Linked DNA regions of Gossypium arboreum: region 1 is linked to region 2. A link is a contact called in public Hi-C data. All regions are on one chromosome and are shown on one strand. Each heading gives the region's core, a stretch centred on a gene start, on an enhancer-like site or on the middle of the called end of the contact. The rest is flanking DNA. Distances are from core to core; before and after follow the strand shown. Region 1 holds the start of LOC108469214 (CEN-like protein 1). Region 2 holds the start of LOC108464988 (E3 ubiquitin-protein ligase XBAT33-like).

What was found. A called contact is a pair of places that touch in the nucleus more often than the background predicts.
Region 1: a contact with region 2 is called in a Hi-C map of leaf, with 4 times the contacts expected there. The contact joins the promoter of LOC108469214 here to the promoter of LOC108464988 in region 2. A contact is called at or near these places in 2 of 5 Hi-C or Micro-C datasets (both in leaf).

The regions. Positions count from the first base shown.
Region 1 is chr8:70,191,290-70,195,133 of ASM2569848v2, reverse strand. LOC108469214 (CEN-like protein 1) reads left to right here and starts at 1,754. Exons shown (of 4, transcript XM_017770108.2): 1 at 1,754-2,093; 2 at 2,173-2,234; 3 at 2,343-2,383; 4 at 2,466-3,042. The coding sequence starts at 1,893. The coding sequence ends at 2,686.
Region 2 is chr8:69,980,839-69,984,736 of ASM2569848v2, reverse strand. LOC108464988 (E3 ubiquitin-protein ligase XBAT33-like) reads right to left here and starts at 1,965. Exons shown (of 12, transcript XM_017765286.2): 1 at 928-1,965; 2 at 144-277; 3 at 1-70. It overlaps LOC108464987 (protein ROOT PRIMORDIUM DEFECTIVE 1), which reads right to left. Exons shown (of 2, transcript XM_017765285.2): 1 at 2,519-3,898; 2 at 2,105-2,432. The coding sequence ends at 2,875.

The DNA of each region.
Region 1 (3,844 bases), core at 505-3,004, 210 kb before region 2:
CCAGTAAACAATTCCATTTTAACTTGAAATGACAAGGTACCATTTAAGTGCGAATCTCTAGTATATTTTGAAGTGGAAAATACTTATATTAATTACAAAAATTTGATCAAAGTTTATTAATTTGAAAATTCTGCTACTTTAGGCTTCGTAATAATGGATAAACATTCACGAAACAAGAAGACAAAAACTCCCAAGTTATATGGTAATTACGGAAAAATTGTTGCTAAGCGTTATACGCTAAATTCACATATAATTAAGTGAGGAGTAGAAGTAGCAAAGCTCCAAAGCTTGGTGGAGAAAGTAGTTTAGTTGCTGTATCCATGCACAGGCTTGGATTAAAATGTTTATATATGGAAAGGAATTGGGTAAAAGATAAGAAAAAGGGATCCAGAAAAGTGCGGCCTTTGCCTTGCCTCCATTGAATTAATTACTACTACATGTTTTCAAGGTTGTTGATAAGCTTTTTTTAGTTTTGGTCTTTACTTTCTAATTGGAGAAAGTGAAGCACCTTAAAAGTTGAATTCCCATTTGTCCACAAAGATATTATATTAAATTAGAGAAAAAAAAAGTTGTAGTATTCTTCATTTTTAATTTATGAACCCAATAACCCTATTACGTGTTAGATTCCATACAGATATACATGTTTAGAATTAAACATTTGAAGCTTTTGGGAAGGATCTATAAGAAGCCAATCCCATCTCTCCCGTGATTTCTAGGAATATGATAACCGGCGGGGTGGGACACTGCCCGACGATTTTCGTTTTCATTTTTATGCATCTATAAATCAAACCTGTTTCCTTTTAAATTTTATTAGCTCCCCACTCTGATTTCGATCCTTTAAGATCAATTACCCAACTTTCAACTCAGTCACGACACTTTCGAAAAATAACAAATTAGTAACCACTAACTAATCATTTTCCGTTACAGACGTAATGAAGCTGCTATTTTCCATCCTTCTCTCCCCTTCCCCTCTCATCTCCCTCCCCCTACCAACGCGCTCTCCCATCCCTTTTCCTCTTCCCCACCATCCCTCCCCCTACTCTGATTCTCTCGCTCTCCCTCTTCCCACTATTCCTTTCCCTATTAATCAGTGAGCTTCAAGTCACGATTCAATGATCGGAATGGTGGATCGGTATCCTTCAATGAGTAGAAGAACATACCCTAGATCCAAGTCGATTTAACGATCAATGTCGAAGATTGGAGAAAAAACTATTTAAATTTTAATTCGTAGATTCGTGATGTCCAAAGCTATTTTATGAAAAAAATTGAATTGTAGAAGAGAAGGAAAAAAAGAGCTTTCGATTGTGCAAATAGTGCAAACAGAAAAAGCCATATAGCATTAAATTTAACAATCTAATGACTTAATAAAAAACTTTTGAATAATTCAATAACAAAATTAAAAAACTTACCCATAATTTAATAACTAATGATATGGTCTACCTTAAAATTTTTTAATTATTATTTTAATAAATATATCAAACCCAGAAAATTTTATATATACCGATGTTTACCCTAAAATTTAAATGAAAATGTCTATACATACCATCTTGAACCCGATTTTTTTTTTTCTTGAAGAAAAACCCATGTTCATGATTCGCCACCCCTGAAGAATTGCTGTGTTAAAAAGGAAATAAGAGAATTAAAAAGCTTGTCAAAAATCTATTCCGCAAATAGACTTCTTTTCTTCTTATGGTAAACTGAAGAATTTTGGAATCTTTGAGCTTCAAATCAAACCCAAGCTCCATTCACTCTCCTCTTATCTATAAACGTTCTCATATTTTCTCCCAAACCCATTGCATCAAAATTCAAAGTAGCTTACAAAGCATACATTAACTTTCCTTTCGATCTAGTTAGAAGTGTTGCAATCTTCATTAGATAAAAATATATATATCATGTCAAGAGTCCCCGACCCACTTATCATCGGGAGAGTTATAGGAGAGGTGGTGGACAATTTCTTCCCTAGTGTCAAAATAACAGTAACTTACAACTCCAACAAACAAGTTGCCAATGGCCATGAGCTCATGCCTGCCCTCATCACTGCTAGACCTCGGGTTGAGATTGGCGGCGACGACATGAGACCTTCTTACACTTTAGTAAGTATTATTTAAGCATTAAACATTAGCCATCCATCTTGCAATATTTCTTACTAATTTCTCTTCTTCTTTTTTCCAGATCATGACAGATCCCGATGCTCCAAGCCCTAGTGATCCCTACTTGAGAGAACATTTGCACTGGTTTGTATTGCATTTATTAGTATCCATAGATACAATATAAAATAAAAGTTGCTGGCATTAGAATTTAAAATATACTCTCTTTTCTTTTGTTCAAAATGTAAATTTCAGGATGGTTACCGACATTCCGGGTACTACTGATGCTTCCTTTGGTGAGTTCCCAAGACTGCAATTTGTGCTTTTATGACTCTCTTCTTTAACTCATAATTAATATTAGCAATAATCAAACAATAGGGAGGGAAGTTATTAGCTACGAGACTCCAAAGCCAACAGTGGGCATCCATAGATACGTGTTCGTACTGTTCAAACAGAGAGGAAGACAAACAGTGAGGCCACCATCTTCCAGGGATTGTTTCAACACACGGAGGTTCTCAGCCGACAACGGTTTGGGCCTCCCAGTGGCTGCAGTTTACTTCAATGCCCAGAGAGAAACTGCTGCAAGATCAAGAAGATGACTCTGCCACTTCCATAATAATACATACATACATAATTTACTACTGATTAAGCAAGTAAATAAGATGGAAGTATCTCTGGTGTCCTGGATTTAGGGTTTGACACGTATGTTTAATGTGATGGTATTAGTTTCACTTTGAAATCTTGTACCGTTGTGTGAGCTACAGTTTGGTAAGGTGACTGTTTTTATGTAAGAAGTATAGGTTTGGGTTCTGTCTGTGGACCCACATCCCCCATTGCTTTGGTGGGCACGTGGCAAACTATGGCAAGGTCCCAAACTACTCCATCTATCAAGAGAATAACAGAATTTTTAAGGTCTCTTTCTCTAATGAATGACACCCTATATATTATTATATAATCTATTGCATTGCAATTTGTTATTATTTGGGGCATAGGCTTTTGGACTTTTTGCTCATTACATTTATTTCACGATTTATTAGAACGAAATGACTTCCAAATTGTTTTTTTTATTACTACAAAAAATTTATTTCCTGCACCAATAAATTTTATTTCTTAATATAGGTTTTGTTAATTTTTCCTGTAATTTATTTTCCAATTGGGGATGTAATTTGACTATTTTGTTGAAATATTTAGATTTATTTTTTCAAAATAATGTTAAAAAATTATTATTTGCGGAATAATATAAGAACCAAATTAATTATTGAAATATCATGTTTTGAACAATGGGGGAACATGAGGGGATGGGACTAACACCAAAACGCCACAACTAATGGAGATTTGGACTAACATCTTCTATCAAATTGTCATAAATATATTTGGTTGGTTTTTTTTTTTTTTCAAATTCTCATTAAAAATGAAAAGGGTATAGTGGCAATTTAAGGCCCTGAGGTAACAAAGAATATCTGCACTTCTAGCCTCCGAAAAGATTCAACTTTGCCCTTTTCCCGCCCAACACCCTTATCTGGTTGGATAAATCCCCACCAATCAGTACAAAATTATAAATAAAAAACCACACGTCCAATCACAGGAGTTAAGTGATATGGCTCGAGGGTTTGATGCTCGTCCTAGATATGGAATAACTTTAGAACTCGTGGCTAGCATTTAACTACTTTATGAGCCTACAGAATGTGGATGATTAATTATTGAGTTCATTTTAATGGATACTTAGAGAAGTAAAAAAAAAAAAAAAACCCAAATCC
Region 2 (3,898 bases), core at 716-3,215:
CCGTTGAGTCCAGGTAGGGGCCACCTGGTGTTCAAACTTAGAGGGTGCGGAAGCGCGTGCGTCCTCGAGACTGCCGAAAGAAAACTATCTGTTACTTCACAGGTCACCATAATCTGGATCATACGTACTGTGCTTCGAATTACCTTGGTTTCATGATGATAATCTGACGGCTGCTGCTGAATGGTTTCACGTGAGCAGATTAGACACTAGATTAGCCCTCAAAATATGTACATAGGGGTTTAGGACTTTGGGTGCTGATGGTGGGATCGTGGGACGTCTACGCGAAAACCACAAAATGACACCCCCAACCCATCAATTAAAAACACATTATAATTGTCACCAACTTGGTCTAATAGCAAAAGTCTTATCACAAAAAGTACATCATAACTTGAGTTCAATTTCAAATAATCCCATTTTCCTCTCAAATTATAAGAAATATATATACATCTTAAAATATAACACAAACATTATTTTTGAGCTCATTCGTTCAATCCCAACTAAATTATATGAATTTATTAAAATGTAATGTCAATTTCAGATTTCATTGATTAGTATACGTCGATTGTATAAGATAATTTGTTATAACTAATTTAAATATGTCCCATGATAATCGGTAAAACAAAGACAAAAATAGTAGACCAAGACACGTTTGAAAACATGAAAGATGGTCGGTTCCTAATTTATTAAAAGATAAATTAATAATGAACAAGATGCATTGCACATTTATTCAAATAAAATGTCCCTACAACCCTTGTTCGATATTAAATTCAAATCAAAATGACAATGCTCCTTTTCAGCCATAATTCCTAATATTTAGTTAATTATCCAGTTACATGAAATTTTCAATAAATTATTAAAGTTTTTCACAACAAAATCACTATCCAAGATAATGAAAAATAATAATAATAAGGGGGTTAATAATCAAACCTGTAATCAGTGTTGTTATTTCAGAGTATAAAATTATGCCTTGCGTAACACAAATGCAAAGCAACAAAAGCTTTCGCCATCCAAATTGTTATCACAATCACAACCTGCTAAGAACCATTAGTTGAAAAATTAATAAAGTGGCCAGGCTGACGCCTTCTACCTGTGATAGGGCAACCCTTGTTACAGGGCCAGGGGTTCTGACCGAGTGTGTCTGGTGTCAACTGTATACAAAGAAATATCCAATTCATAATTCTCAAGAATCAAGTTTATACTCATCAAAGACTATGTTGGTGTCTGTTGTTTTCAGTGCTCACACGTGGGATTATGAAGACTCATCCAGATTTCAAACCTAATACTTGACACATACGTGACACAAACTATAGTTTGTTTGGCTTTTAAGATATTTTTCGCTCTTGATTTTCAAACCAAACCAACCAATTTCTGACCCATGACTTTTGGCAGACATCATCTTCTGGTCCACTCATATGGACTAACTTGTTATGCTAAAGCAATTGAGGAATAAAAAAAACAGCTTTATATAAGCTGTGATAAAAAGAATCTTCTGAATTGGAAAACAAGAATTTTCTCCTCCTGCATATTACTTGGCTGGAAAAAAGTTGTGCTGTAAAACAAAACTATTTTCCTTTATCACAAGGAATTAAATCCCAGGTCTATAAGAAACACCATATGGTCTCCTAGTGACTTGTGGACATTGTTAGAATTTGAGCTTCAATTCAAATCCCAAAATCTCGTGCAGCCCTGTCAGACTTCTTGTGTACCTAATTTCTTCTAGACTAATACTACAATATGATCAACCTCATGTCATAAGAAGTAGGATATAGGTACTGGAAGACTCCTTACCCAGCATCATACTTTGAGCTGTTACCACTCACCAAACCACAGAATTTTTGCATCTCTACATTCATCTCATCAAGACTCAATATAATCCAATCAATATAACTTTCATCTACAAACTCCATCAGGACTGTATTTTGCTTAGAACTTGAAAGCCAAACTAGTATGATAAAAACAAATTCTTCTAACTAGAGAATATGCAAACTTTATACGATGCTAATTAGAAGAAAGCATTCCAGTTTGTTTGACCAGATAAGCCAATTCCTCTTGCAGTTCATTCCAAGGTTGCCAGAAATGATAAAATAAAACTTTAAGCTAACGGTTTTCTTTAAAAACCACCATATTTATCTCCTTAAAACCTTAAGCGCTCAAGGAACAGGATATAATGTGTCATTTGCAGCAGAAATACTAGTATTTAATCAGACCCTATTCTACATTTGTAATGACTCACTATTATCTAGTCTCTGCAAAAGAACTCTAGACAGGAAAATGTAAATAAAAAGCCAATACGCTTTATCATGGAACAGGGACACCTACTTCAAGCCAAAGGCCTGCTTTCCTGTGTAGTAGAACACCCATCCATCCATCTGCTTAACCCTGACCAATATTTTTCTTGGTTTCTCTTCCTGCCAAACAGAAAGAAAGAACACCTGTACAGAATTTGAAAGGGTGAACAGAACATTAAAACGCAGATGGAGGGAAGGGAGGGCAAAAATAAGAGACTTGTGGCACTTACACTATAGCAGTAGCAACTTAATGGTGCAAAATCTTCACGGAGCTTCTTATTTCAATTTACCTGCTGAAATTTCCACCAACATCTTGCATTGGTGACTAACACAGGCAAGAAGAATTGCACAATAGATGCCTTCGGCTTCTTCAATAGTCCATTAACATAGAAATGCTACTTCCACCAACAACAAAGAAATCCATTGCACTCTACAGATCCAAAAAACTATCCTTAATCCAAAATGTCTTCTTAATGTTAATGAATGTAAAGAGTGGTCTTCCATTGTAAAGTCTGGCTAATTATAAGTTCACTGTTTCAAAATTAACAATGACAATAACTAACAGAATTTAGGCCTTGTCATTCACTTAAACGGTATCCTCCTTTTCATCCAAATATTGAGTCTCATCTATGTCATCAGAAACAAAATCAGAATCTAAACTATCATTTCCTTCTTCATCGTGCTCTATTTCATATTCAACCCCAAAATCTTTCAAGTCAGTTTCCATATAGTCTGGTCTAACACACACTATGTCATCAACTTCCGTATCCCTCCTATAGCTAACCAGTTCCTTATCCACCATTGCCTTCCTAGAACTTAGCAAAACTAACTCGCCCAACTTCCTTCTCGCCAAATACAAATCATTTGGCTCAGTTAACTCCCCCTTCCTATAAGCTTCCCTAAGAAACACTGTATGAAGCTTCCCATAATTCCCCCTAGTTGAAACATAAAATATTCCCTGATGCTGAAGCAGAAAATCCTTCAACTTTTTAGGCAAATTCATCGCCATCCTAAAATGCGCAATCCTCTCCAAAGAAATCTTCTTCTCCACAGTCAATGACAGCAACTCATGAATAGTTGCCACTGCCCTCTTTTCCATCCTCTTCAGAGCTTCCAATGACCTCAAGTCATAACCAGATACGTTCTCATAAGGAGACCAATACGGAACCCGTTGCCACTTCCAAACTGCAATCCTGTAATACTTACCAATCTTAAACCCAGGCGGAAAGTTAACAAGAAATGAGAACCTAACATCCTCAGCGTCAAGTCCTTTTTCTCTGTACTCTCTCTCTCTAACTTTCTCTATGGCACAAATAGCTAACTCGGGATCTCTTTCAACAATCTCAATGTACTTATTCCTAGTATCTCGAGCATCAAACAATCTAAAAAATTCAGGGTATTTGAGAATTACCGAGTACTCAAAATCATCAGGCAACCCAAATTCTTTCCTGGCAATCCGAACGTGTTCCAGTCTCAAACGGCCCGTGTTCGACATCATAACCAACTTCCTTAACCGGGTGACGACATCAGGTAACTGGGCATGGAGTGCTTGTTTTTCTTGCTCAATTTGGAGAAGGGCCTTCTGGGTTAGCCTGCAAAAGAGGATTCTG